3 separate regions of the Zea mays genome follow, and regions 2 and 3 are each linked to region 1. The links are chromatin contacts, called in public Hi-C maps. All regions are on one chromosome and are shown on one strand. The core of a region is the stretch at or near the end of the contact, and the rest is flanking DNA. Distances in the headings are between cores, read along the strand shown. Region 1 holds the start of LOC100273084 (lysine ketoglutarate reductase trans-splicing 1). Region 2 holds the start of LOC541640 (legumin 1). Region 3 holds the start of LOC100284263 (pseudouridylate synthase/ transporter).

The links. A called contact is a pair of places that touch in the nucleus more often than the background predicts.
Region 2: a Hi-C map of leaf shows a contact between it and region 1, with 3 times the contacts expected there. The contact joins the promoter of LOC541640 here to the promoter of LOC100273084 in region 1. A contact is called at or near these places in 2 of 25 Hi-C or Micro-C datasets (both in leaf).
Region 3: a contact with region 1 is called in a Hi-C map of ear, with 2.8 times the contacts expected there. The contact joins the promoter of LOC100284263 here to the promoter of LOC100273084 in region 1. A contact is called at or near these places in 7 of 25 Hi-C or Micro-C datasets (bundle sheath, ear, endosperm and 3 more).

What each region holds. Positions count from the first base shown.
Region 1 is chr6:47,748,854-47,753,200 of Zm-B73-REFERENCE-NAM-5.0, reverse strand. LOC100273084 (lysine ketoglutarate reductase trans-splicing 1) reads left to right here and starts at 2,238. Exons shown (of 15, transcript NM_001147533.1): 1 at 2,238-2,412; 2 at 2,886-3,028; 3 at 3,125-3,233; 4 at 3,315-3,458; 5 at 3,647-3,751; 6 at 4,111-4,194; 7 at 4,336-4,347. The coding sequence starts at 3,000.
Region 2 is chr6:47,953,177-47,957,523 of Zm-B73-REFERENCE-NAM-5.0, reverse strand. It overlaps LOC541640 (legumin 1), which reads right to left and starts at 2,333. Exons shown (of 3, transcript NM_001111395.3): 1 at 1,909-2,333; 2 at 1,558-1,814; 3 at 534-1,468. The coding sequence starts at 2,257. The coding sequence ends at 623. LOC100216676 (WREBP-2 protein) reads left to right here. Exons shown (of 6, transcript NM_001143084.1): 6 at 1-344. The coding sequence ends at 112.
Region 3 is chr6:47,933,404-47,937,750 of Zm-B73-REFERENCE-NAM-5.0, reverse strand. It overlaps LOC100284263 (pseudouridylate synthase/ transporter), which reads left to right and starts at 2,274. Exons shown (of 9, transcript NM_001157158.2): 1 at 2,274-3,214; 2 at 3,559-3,614; 3 at 3,702-3,784; 4 at 4,015-4,093. The coding sequence starts at 2,353. TRNAA-UGC (transfer RNA alanine (anticodon UGC)) reads right to left here and starts at 2,127; the gene lies at 2,055-2,127.

The DNA of each region.
Region 1 (4,347 bases), core at 989-3,488:
TCAGCATTAACAAAATGAGTAAAAACAGTAATGTAATCTTCCTTGGCATTACCAGACCATATATTAGAAGTCAAGCAAACAGAAGACAACAGGAAAGATGGCATATTTTAAGTTCTTTAATTTTTCATTGTATAGCTTAACCAAGTCTCTAACAGTTGTAAACCTATATACTCTAACATATCTAGGGTTGTGAGCACGCTGAATGTAATCATCCCAAGCATCTGTGTCAGCTATCCCTAAAGGAAGATCAAGTCTAGTAATCAAACTACGAAGAAGCTCAGTTCTAGCAACCTGAGGATCATATTCCCATTTTCTAAAAGACCCATCAGGGTTCAAAGCTAGTCTAGTTTGAACCATAGCAGCATGATCAACCTTCTTTTTACATGATTTCTGGTGCCTAAGCAAGTGTCAAGTGCCAACATTAGAATTAGCACTCAACTGAGCCTTGCAAAATTTGCAAATATCAGCAATGCGCACCTTCTTACCATTACAATTTTCTGTGACTTTAGTGAAGTCATCCCAAACAGCAAATCGACGCTTACCAGTGCTTGAAGAAGTCAAAGAATCAAATACATTAGAGCCAGCAGCATCACTAACTGGCTTGGCAGGTGTCCCCTCTAGGTCGATGGCAGTATGACTGCTACTAACACCGAATAAAGGCAACAATAGCATCTCCCATGTCGTCGACGTCATCGGGAAGTTGTCCTAACTCAACAAGCTCGTCATTGATAGTTCTACGGTACCGGTCGTCGTCGTCATCCATGCGCCCTTCTTGGTACCGTACCTCAACGGCCTTGTCGGCACCAGCACGACCACGATGTAGTCAGCCCGCAACCTACCAAAGCCCACAACCAAGCAGCGAAGAGGAGATTAGGGTTAGGGTTAGGGATTACCGATTGGGGAGGGAGAGTCAGAGAGGAATGTACCTACCAAGCCGGAGCCCGGAGTCAGAGACGAGGGTCTAGGGCACGACGACACGCGACGAGCCGACAACCAACGACGACAAGATTAGGGTTAGGGATTTCTAGATTGGGGAGGGACCAAGGGAAAGCCGGAGTGGGGCGAGCCGCACGGAAGGAGAGTAGGAGACCCACCGATGTCGCCGGTGACGGAGATCTGGTAGTGGTGACGGCGAGGCGGTGACCGTGCGGCGGGCGGACCGCAGACGACGGGACAAGCAATTCGAGTGGGGAGAGGAGATGTTGTGTGGGAGTGGGACACTTGGATGAGATGAGGAGGGAGGGCGGATGTCGTGTGGGCGGTCGGGCCTTACCCCTCGCACCCCGACACCGGGCCGGCCCCGTGCGTGCCGTTTTCTGGCGGGCCGACCGTGCTGCCTGGTGGGCACTGCCGGTAGCCTAGGCACGACCTGATTTATTGGCCAGGGTACAAACCCAGCCGGGTCGTGCCATGTTTGGGCTGGGCCAAAAAAATAGACCTCGTGCCGGACAACCGGGCCTCGGGCTGCATGCTCATCTATACTAGAATCTAATATATTGACATCCAAACAATAGAATTGGGATTACATCTCATTTCAATATCATGTCTAATTTGATACCAAAATCAATTCGTACCTTCCAATATTAACGTCTAAACGGAGCATTATGTTTTTTCAAGCATCGGTCAGAAGAAAACAAAAGGGTGCATAAATAGTCATGTTGACGCCGAATCGATTTGCTGCCAAGATAAACTTATACTTTTTGATCTCAACTTAGCCTAATTTTGGTTTTTGAGAAGGAACTGTCAACGAGAAAGGAGCTAAATAAACTGAAAAAACGTTTGGAACGTTGGCAACAAACAACACAAACACATGGACATCCCAAAGTCCAGGGATGGACGACCGACCGAGCTGTCTAGGCCCATGTAGTACCAATAGGTAGGTCAGGAAGAATACGCGTGGTCCAGGATCCGACGGCGGGAGGACGGCCCCGTCGAGGGCGCAAGTTGCTGCGGTTGGTTCGTTGGGTGGCGTCCCTCTCCTTTCTCCCTGTCGTCTCCAACTTTCCCTTGGTTTGGCTTCCTGCCTTCCTGGCCTGGCCTAGCTCCTCTCCTCTCCTCCGGCTTGATTGATCGATCGATCGATCGATCCAGCCAGCCATCCACCCATCCCTTCCAAGTTTCCAACTGACATTGCCGCGCCGCGCAGGCGCAGCGCACGACTTCCGCCCTCCCCCACCCTCCGCCTCACGCATATAAACGCGCGCGCCTGCCTCCCCTGCCCCCGCCTGCCTGCCCACGCGCTCCGCTCCTCGCCCCCTCCTCTTCCCACGCCGCCGCCGTACCCACGGGCAGGGGGCACGGCTGGTGGCTCATCGCTCGGCCCGCTCCCCCTCCGTCGCAACCGGAACATACCAGCACCGGCGCTGCGGTATTATTCAGCTCCGTCCGCCGGCCGGCGCGGACGGACGCCAGGTTCGCTTTCCTGCCAAAACCCGCGCCTCTTTCCTTCCGCCCTCGGTTTCGATTTCGTCCGATTCGCCGTACTAGATACCCCACTTGTACTACAATAATGCTGCCGCCGGCCGAGAAGTCCAAACAAGATCTCTTCTTTCCGAGTATTACTTTATTTCTTTTTTTACTCCTCGTACGAGAAAGTAACAACAACAAAAAACTTGTTAGTAATTCCGTATACTTGGCCTGCACAAGTTCGTCCTACACGCACAGAATCTTGTGGTGCTGCACTGTTTGTGCGCCCCACTTCTTAGCAGCAAAGCGAGTAGAAACCGCATACTTGGGGGCATTGCTCATACTTTTGGACGCAGCCCAACCATTGTGGTTGCTTGTTAGTAGCTTTGTAATGCTATGCAAATTCAAAAGGAGATGAAAACCATATTTCGATTGGAGGCCTTCTGACGATGGATTGTCAATGTCTGTGTTTTCTCCAGGCTTCCTTCCTGTCTGCATAACAAAGCCGCCGCCATTATGATCTCCACATATGATGCTTAGCATTTGTCGCTCGCAGCTGTATTGCTCCTCTAGCTGCATCCTTGTACTAGAGCATGGCGAAGCTCGCATCTATTGCTCGCAGGTTTGTAAACCTACATGCTTGTCTCCACTCGAGCTGTTGGCTTCTGGACGGCTAGCGTTGCATGCTAATATCTTCTGCTCTTGTTGACGTTCATAGTATGCTTAGATTCCCAAACGGAAGCATGAGGCTTGTTATGGTAACGGTTATTGGAGCAGTCCTTGGCTTTTTCATTGGGATTTCATTCCCTTCGGTCAGCATAACAAAGGTATTAATGATAGTAACCTCCACGTAACAGCAATACCTCAACTAATTGAGCAGTTACTTATGTCTGTTTCGAATACGCCAGCTTCACTTTCCAGATAGCTTTATTTCGTACATTGAAGACAAAGACGCTGGACTCACGACCCAAGCTATACTCAATCATGCTTGGACTTCTGCCAGAAACGCAAGGGGAAATGGTACCGAACCGACTTCAAACAGTACCTTAAAGGTTAGTTAGTTGTATTACTCTGTCACATGACTTGACTTAGTTGTGGAGTACTATGGCTATTTGAACGGTATCCATTTAACGTGATATTCTCCTTGAATATCAGATGCTTATAAATAGCGAATAGAGTGTTTGCTATTTCCTGATATATTTTAGTTTGTCTGATGAGTTTTTTCTTTGATGATCTGTAGATTTATGTCCCAACGAACCCCAAGGGTGCAGAGGGGCTAGCACCAGGTATCGTTGTATCAGAGTCTGACTTCCATTTGCGCAGGTTATGGGGAGACCCAAGTGAGGTATATTTTCTCATGCACCATCACCTCACCAATCTTCTCCGAGTGCGTTTGATATATTTATAGCTGGACATGTTGAGAACTACAGTGGAAACCTAATTTTAGATTTTTTATAGTTCTCTTGACACATGCTTTAAGCATATGCTCCTTCTCACGTTTGTTCTTTCTTTGTCTTCTTCACATTTCTGGATTTTGTGTCTTGTGCTTCTTTTGACATGTGCTACAAGCATATACTGATCTGAAGCTCTCTATTTCTTGATTGGATTCACAGATAATCGAAACTGGAAAATCAAAGTTTTGCACTGTTTCTGCATTTTGTTGCTTGCAATGTTCTATGCTGATATTTGATCTTGAATATACAGGACCTGCCTTTCAAACCAAAGTACCTTGTTACCTTTACTGTTGGAGTTGAGCAGAAAGCAAATATAAACAGAGCTGTGAAGAAGGTACTTTTGACAACAGCGTCAACGAGCTCAAAAATGAAAATAATGCCTTCCCCCAGTTTTCATGATAATGAAAATTTTCAGATCCATTTATGGCATTTTGTTTAACTCAGCTTCCTGATTGTTTTGTTGTTGGTGCTGCAGTTTTCTGACAAT
Region 2 (4,347 bases), core at 1,084-3,583, 200 kb before region 1:
TACGTACCAAGATGATAGTGAAGAGACGGAAGAAGATGGAGGCAACAACATTGAAGATGGCTGGAGATATGGCAACAATGATGACGATGAGGAAACACCAGATGAAGATTGACCTTTATTTAGGTTTGGATATGTAGATATATGAGGGTGATCTGTTGTCCTTTAGTTTCAATGCAGTCATGGGGAAGTTCAAGCTTTAACCTTAGGTAGTAGTTCATTCAGATGGTGCATGGATATATTGTACTCAGTTACCTGCTCCTAAATGCTTTCACTCCCCTATCTTCCAGAGCCACATGTATTTTAGATAGTTTGGATATGTTTGCCTTGGAATAAATTTTCATTTGAAATGTTAGTATGTTACTCAACTAAATTGTTTTTATCAGATGAACTAGGTAGTTGAAAAAAAATACAAATCCAGGTAGACATGCAGTTTAGCCATAACAAACATGTTTTGCTTACAACAATCTGCTCATTTTTTTCCTGGCAAATCACTCGGTGTATCAAAAACTTTAGAGCTATGTAGTTGAAAGACTAATCAACACGCAGTTTAACCATGAGCAAGCTTTGTTTAATTATTACAGTCTACGAGTACTTATTCAGGCAGATCACTCTGAGGTTGTGCCTACTGTTGGGCGCTGCCAGCTTGACCTTGTTGGTAGCTGCCACTGCCAGCAGGAGTAAGCACAGCCAGCTCATGCTTCCTACCGTTCTTGAGCTCTGCAGCTTCCTCCATGGAGATGGCATACGAGCTGGCGATGACGGCGGCCGGCAAGTCGCTCAGGACGGAGTTCTTCCCGGCGACGTGGCTGACCATGGTGTCAGGGTTCGTCTCGAAGGCGATGTACTGGAAGCCTTCTCCCTGCGCCTTGGTGGCGACGAGGTAGCCCTGGGGTACGATGAGCAGCTGCCCCGCACGGAGCACGTCGTCGAACACCGTGGTCCCGTTGTCGCTGGCGACCTGGACCCTTGCACTGCCCCTGATGCCGTACATGGCGCTGTGGGCGTTGAAGTTCCAGAACGGCGACATGATGGCGTCCTGGTACAGGTCTACCCGCACCGCGCTCATCTGTACGAGGTTGAGGACGGGGAACTTGTGGCTGGTGAGGCGTGTGATCCTCCCAGCCCCAGGGCTGTAGACGTCGGCCTGGTCCAGCCGTTCGACGCTGTGCCTCACCTCCATGGCGCAGACGTTGTGCCTGTCGACGTCGCGCTGGCACGTTTGGTACTGGACTTGTGACGATGGGAACGAAAACGACGACGACGACGGCGACGGATTCAGCTGGTGAAAGCCGTGCTCCGGCTCCACGCGGACGATCTCGCCTCGCTGGTCACGCCGGCTCTGCAGCTTCTCGGCGACGTGCATGCTGACGCCCAGGGCTTCGCTCAGGAACCGGGCGTCGATCCCTTTGAAGATGTTCTCGGCGAAGTGGGGCTGCCCCTTGCTGAAGCCCCCAGCCAGCAAGAATTTCTGCGAATCGCACAACGACGACAGAGATTCATTAGTCGAGTTTTATCGAAATGTAAGGGTGTAGCTAGCTGCTAGCATAGTAGCAGTACCCTCATGGAAGGCTCGAGCTGGTTGATGTTGTTGTTCTCGTCGAAGACGTAGACCGCCACAAGCGGCGCGTCGCCGTCGTTGTACAGCCAGTGCTGGGCGCCGGCCGGCATGGCCACCACGTCGCCCTGCTCGAATCGGTGGATCTTGTGGTGGTCATGCTGATGGTGATGGTGTCCATATCCATATCCGTATCCATACTGCTGCTGCTGGGTCTCCTCTTGGCATCCCGGAAACGAGAACCCAATGATCCCTCTCCCTACATAATACACTGGATTAGTCGTGATTCATACGCCAAAATCTGTAGTCGAGCTGAGCCACATGCATTGCAGCACTAGAATCTAGCCAAGAACCTTGGACGATGTAGACAAGCGAATGGACGTTGGAGTATCGAGGGAGCAGGAGGCCCATGGCGTCGACGACGACGCGGACGGCGAAGATGCCGGCGCAGGTGAGCTCCCGGTCGGCTTCGTTGAACCGGCTGAAGTACTGGACGGAGCCGGCCTCAGACTGCACCTTGTGGCGCGGCTCCAGGGCCTCCAGCTTGCCATCGAAGCCGCACTCCCTGGCGGCTCCTCCCCGGGACGTGCTCCATCCCCACGAGGTGCCGGAGCAGCACAGGAGGAGGAGCAGCAGCAGGGACAGGGGCAGCGACGAGGGAAGCGGCCGCACCTGGCCGGAGAGTACTATTGCCGCCGCCATTGCTGCGCTGCCTCTGCTCGCTCGCTCACTCTCTTGGCAGTGAATGCTGTTGCCGTGGTGTGCATTGCTGATGGTGTGCCATTAAGTAAGTGGAACGAGAAGGATGCAAAGCTAAAAAGAACAAAAAGTGTTTGTTGCACCTGGGAACAAATTCAGGCCTTGTCCTCGTACGCTGCTGGTGCTTTGCTTTGCCGTGATAGGAGCTGTGCACGTTGGATGGGAAGAACCTGACAAGCTCGCGATCGATCAGCAGTAGGATGTCGACTTGGATGGATCGTGTGCTCAACAGTTTGGACTTGTTGCTTGTGCTGACAGTCACAAAAGGGCAAAGGCCGCTTCAGTTTTGTACTGACTAGCGACTCCAACAGTTTGTTGCGCCTTTTTAGTTCGTTCACGCACAGTCCGATTACGACTGTCCAGGTGCACGCATTAGCGACCAGCCTTGCCTACTACACTTCTCTACGGTTTGGTTGCTTGCATGTTTTCGCTAGAGTACTCTAGATCGTCAACAAAATGATTAATGAGGCAGCCTTGACAAATGCTATGGAAATCATAAAGTTTTCGGGGTTCGGACTAGTACTAGAAGAATGGACCGGTCTTTTTGGTAGGACTAGACAAAATACTCGTGGCTCGTGAGATCGCTCGGTTCATGGTTAGCTCGACTCAATTCAGCTCAGCTCATTTTGATTTTGTCACGAGCTGAGCTAGTATCTCAGCAAGATTTGTTAACAAGCCAGCTCGAGCTGTGTTCGAGTCAGCTCTTTAGCTTGAATGAGCAACCATTTGTCAGAAAAACAAATCTCGCACTTGTGTTGGATGAATTAATAAGTGATTTGTTAATTTGGTGTTATATTGACATGATATGTGAAAGTGTGAGTATTGTTACTCTTTTTTAGTGTTAAATAGGTCTAGAATTAACTAATAATTGGTTATACTATTTTATATATGTGTATATTGTTTTTTTAGCTCGGGAGAGCTCGAACTCACAAATGAGACGAGTTGGTTCTCTTATTCGGTTCCTTAATATATCGAGCCGAGACAGTTTAAGTTTGGCCAAGTTGACCTGACTCGATATCTAGCCCTATTTTTGGGTTAATACAAGCACAACCACGATCTAAAATCAGTAGCCAAAGCAAAGCCTAACACTTAGTAATTTAGACCAGGCTAACACGAACGAAGACAGGCCTAGACCGAATCTTAAATATTGGCCTGTTAGGCCGGACACAGCCCGCACGTATGAGCTGGATCTAGATCAGCTCGACAGAAAAAGAAAAACCCCGTAAAACATGAAATTGGCACAATTATACACACGCAACCGAGGCCGGCCTTAACCCTGACGGCCCCGCCCATGCAAAGGCATGCCGCCTCACTCGTTCAGTCCATCAGCGACTCAGCCTGCGAGTATACGACAGCGATATGAATATGAGCATAGGCCCGTGCCCTGCGCCCAGGCTTAGGCAGCCCTCCGATCCACGATACAGCGATGCAAAGAAGCTAACCTTGGTGTCGCCGCCCGCTGTTCCTCACTTTTAAGCCCTCCGCCGTGCAGACGCCGCCGCCGCAGCAGGTGAGCTCCCCAGGACCGGGATGCAGCTTGGGGTCGGGTGCGTAAGCGTAACAGTGAATATAATAAAGGAAGTAGTATTCAGTACTCATATACTGGTAGTATATGTACATAATACATGTAGTGGTGTGCGTATACATTCAGTTGGTCGTATAATCGACCTAGCAGGAGACCATATATACTGTAATGTTTGTGGCGCATTTCATAAAGGGTCTGAAGCCGGAGTTGCAGGGACATGTGTTCAATCTCATTTGCCAGCAACTGTCGATATAGAGCAGCCTTATTGGTACGCATTCAGCAGTCGGTTCTGGAGAAACAGAGACAGGAGTTGGGACGATTCATGGGTCAAAATCGCCAGAATGGTCTGTGTTGTACATAATACATGTAGTGGTGTGCGTATACATTCAAATGGTTGTATAATCGACCTAGCAGGAGACCATATATACTGTAATGTTTGGAGGAGAGAAGAGAAAAAGGATAGGAACACAAACTTGCCTAACGAGTTGGAGTTCCATCTCCCAGCAGT
Region 3 (4,347 bases), core at 1,025-3,524, 180 kb before region 1:
TCGATGCGCGGGCAGACGAAGACCAGCGGCGAAGAACGCCTCGAAGACAACCAACTCGCCTTCTGGCTCGGGGACCTCCTCCGCCCCCGGGACACGAGCCACTCCGCCGCCAAAATAACTAAGTCGTTGCATGTCTTGCATGCGAACCGAGGACATCCGCGATGCGCCGAAATCCACCGTGTCGCCGGCGCGCAACTCCTCCGCCGCCACGGTGCTTAGTGTCTCCTCAGACGACGCGTCGGCCAGCGGCGTAGCGGCAGCAGAAGAAGAAGAGGACGACATCGCTACGTACCGTCGGCGGCGGCGGGCGGTCTGCTTCACACGGGCCAGATCTCCGACGAGCAAGAGCAAGGAGGGCAGACGAGCAGCAAGCGGTTTCAGAAGGCAGTTAGGGTTTTTGCGGAGCGCGGAAAGATAAAGTTCAAAACGCGCCGCCCCCCGGCCCCTTTTATACACAGGGCGCGGCGCTTCGGGAAACCCGCAATCCCACAGTACGGCGTCAATCAACGGTCATGTCAAAAACCCCCGCGGAACCACTTCGAGCGAGGGCAGCATCTCCGCCATCTAGCGACGTCTTCGGCACCAGATGACTTAGTCAAACTGGTCCCTCGGAGGGCAAATGTTGGGGCGAAGGCGAAGACGCCACCCTTCGCTCGATGCCTTCGCCGTCCTCGCTGCACCAATGGAGACAAGACAACAGGCAGACTAACCCTTCGTCCCATACGTCACCGGACGAAGGCCTGTGACGAGGTCGTCTCATCTTGCGACCTCGTCCAGCATGGAGGCCCACGTGTGATCCGACCCATTGTAACAGACCCTGCGTGGCCGCTGCGCATTACAGGCCTAATTTGTAAAGGCATCCCTGTAATTACGGTCTGTAACCCCGCTTTATGGGAATATTCCGGGGATAACCTAGGTGTCTGAGGGTACATGCGTCCTTAACACAGGATGCTGGGCACACAGATACCTATAAATACCCCCGCACAGTGCCCTTGAGAGGCTAGATTAACAGAGCTATTGCCATCTCGTGCAAAAACCCTGTTTGCGTTACTACACTCCCCCGTTGGATCAACTTGCGCCGGAGAGCAAGTTCCAACAGTATTGTTTTTGGGTATTGTGTGGTTGTTAATGACATATAAAATATAATGTGATAATGCTTTTTTTGTCGGGATAAAGACCCAATACCTAAATGGGCATGAGTATGTGATGAATCTTATACCCATGATAGGTACGCGTATAGAGATGTGGATGAGTACAACTTCATGAGGATGGGTATAAGGTGTTTAAACCCGATGAAAAATTACCCATTGACACCTCTACCTAGATCATTAAACACTCACAAAACCAAGAATGAACACTAGAAAGATACACTTATCCTTTTTTGTACTGCCAAACTACACTGCTATAGCAAATATATTATGTTGTTTTGTTTATATACACAATTAAAGTGGCTAAAAAGAAATTATCCAATTAGCTAGAAAATAAAACTAATCAATCTATACTTACTCTATTAAGAACCTAATGTGGGCACATGTGCTACCACGACTTCACCCTTCGCGCTGATACTCTGAACCTGCCCCACGCGTCCGGATTGGTTCTCACCGCGCAAAAAAAAGTATAGAGCAAACACTCAGAACCTACCTATGCCCGCCTGCTCTAGAAATTTGGGAATAACCAGCAAACCACACATACAACAACAGTAGCAAAGAAGAACAATGGCTAGTGAAATAAGAAAAATTAATAAATCAAGCTAGATTATGCAATTCCTTTTAACCTCGAACCTCTAATTGCAGTGAACCTCATTGGAAAAGAACCCAATGTGTTCCCTAATAGTAGCAGGGTTCCTACATTTCTCTTGAACTCTCAGTCTCTCACTGCTTCAGACCCAATCAAACTCAGTTCATCAACCAAATTAAGAAAATGGAAGCAGTTCATCCACCAAATTAACAAAATAGAAGGAAAACAAAAAGAAAAATTGGAGATGCGGGGGGATCGAACCTCGTGGAAGCAGTTCATCCACCAAACTAAAAAAATAGAAGAAAACAAAAAAAGATTGGAGATGCGGGGGATCGAACCCCGTGCCTCTCGCATGCAAAGCGAGCGCTCTACCATTTGAGCTACATCCCCAACGATGCTATTTGTAACTAGACAACATAGTAAACCGTGTAATACTGTACGCATGCATCATTCCGTTAAACCCCGTCAAGCCGTATGGACATCGATGATGCTATGTGCCTATGTCCTACATCTATACCGTCGGCTGCAGATCCAACGTCAGGACTGCCGCGCGACTCGGCTCTCGCTTCCCCTATCGATAGCGAGCGGCCCGCCCGTGCAGACGCAGAGACACGAATGCCTCCTCGAGCGGGAGCCATGGCGGCGGCGGCGGCGAGGGCAAGGGCGGCGCTGCTGCCCTCCTCCCCCTCCCCATCGCCGCTGTTCCGCCTCCCGCGCCGCTTCCTTTCACTCACCGCGACTCGCTACCCTCTCTACTACGACCTCATCGTGCATCGCCCCGCGGACCCCAATCCCCCCAAATCCTCCGCCGCCGGGGCCGACCGGCAGCCGCAGCCAGCCCCCGAAGAGCAGACGCTCGACCGCGCAAAGCGCCGGTACCTCCGCAAGCGCCGCAGCCGCCTACTCCCCGACCCTGACGCCACCACCACCACTAAGCCCTCCTCCTTGTCGTCGGAGTTCGTCGAGCTCAGGCCGGAGGTGGTGGACTTCCCGCGCCTGCACGCGCGCGAGGAGGCGCTCTACTTCCACGACACCTTCGCAATGCCGTGGGAGAAGGACAAGCACTACCGCATGCTCTACCGCCTCGAGAAGAAGTACTTCCCCCACCAGTCGCTCGACAACGCGTTCGTCTCCGCCGACGCCGCCCCGGCCTCCGACGCCGACAGGGGGCTCGTATTCTTTGACGACGAGAAGAAGGAAAACGAGGGAGAGGAGCGGGCGGTCAGTGACAAGGGCGCCAACAAAGGGGAGGTGCTGGAGAGGAAGGTGGAGGATTTCTTCAGGTCTCTCAAGAAGGGTCCCGGCCAAGTCGACACCAAAGCCAAGAGACCGGGAACGGAGCCGCAGCAGCAGGTGAAGCGCGAAGTGCGGAGGGAGGAGGAGCGGCCGCAGCCGTACCTCGTCACTAGGACCACGGAGCTGCCGCCGAGGTGGGACGGCCCTGCTGGGACCGTCGTGCTCATCGACAAGCCCAAAGGTGATGCCTTCCCCCTACCCTCTGGCACATTGCAAGTTCTACATTGCCGTCTGTGAGCTTAAGACAACACTAATATTTCTTAGCTACTTTTATCTGATGTACCACTGGAAAGCTCATTTTATGAAATGTGAGCGATTATCACAACAGTTAGATGTCAGCCAGGTAGTGTGGCACTACTGCAGCTTTGCCTGAAGACAGGGTTCTTTACTGTTTTTCCTATCAGGGCAGATAAATAATTAGTTAATGTGCGGACAGGATTAGGTTCGAACTGTGTTTTATTAAATTTGGTCTACTGCCTTCCATCCTAAACTATTCATCTGAACTCATCTTTCTTCTGATATCAGGATGGACTTCGTTTACTGTCTGTGGAAAGTTACGGCGCTTGGTGAAAGTACAAAAGGTGATATCAGGGCCTTTTCACTGTATCTGAATGTAGCATTAGCCCTTAGCATTAAGTACATGTTTTGCAATATTTGTGTGGTCTCAGGTTGGACATGCTGGAACTCTGGACCCAATGGCAACTGGATTGTTGATTGTTTGTGTAGGAAAAGCAACCAAAATAGTTGACAGGTAACATCGTATAATCTTTTGGGAAAAGCTTATTCTTGTGGATGCTGGGGCAGTTGTCCTCTGGCTTATGCTTATCCTAGAATTTGCTCGAGTATAGACTGTATAGTAGGCTATGTGGGGAAAAATATGATGGACTGAAATAATTGTTTTGCATACTATCGCTACTTATCATCCCTCCATCTCTAGCACTTGCTGTACATTCTATTCTGAATGATCTCATGCTTCTGAAGCTACCAAGGAATGGTTAAGGGCTATAGCGGTGTTTTCCGACTTGGAGAAGCCACATCAACCTGGGATGCAGATTCACCAGTATGTATCCTAGCATCTCTACAATGGTCTGCTGAACATTCTTCTATTCAGGGGTTGCAAAATGGATCTGCATTATTGTAGGCATTTGGGGAAGCATCACCAGATAACAACTTATTAGTTTCACAGATAGTTATGTTTCTGTTCAATGTTGTTGGGAAATCACATTGACAATCTATCCTGAAAAGAGGTTCATCGCCTTATCAGCATATGTAGCCTACATATCATTTAATTAGTGACTGTTAACTCTATTTTCA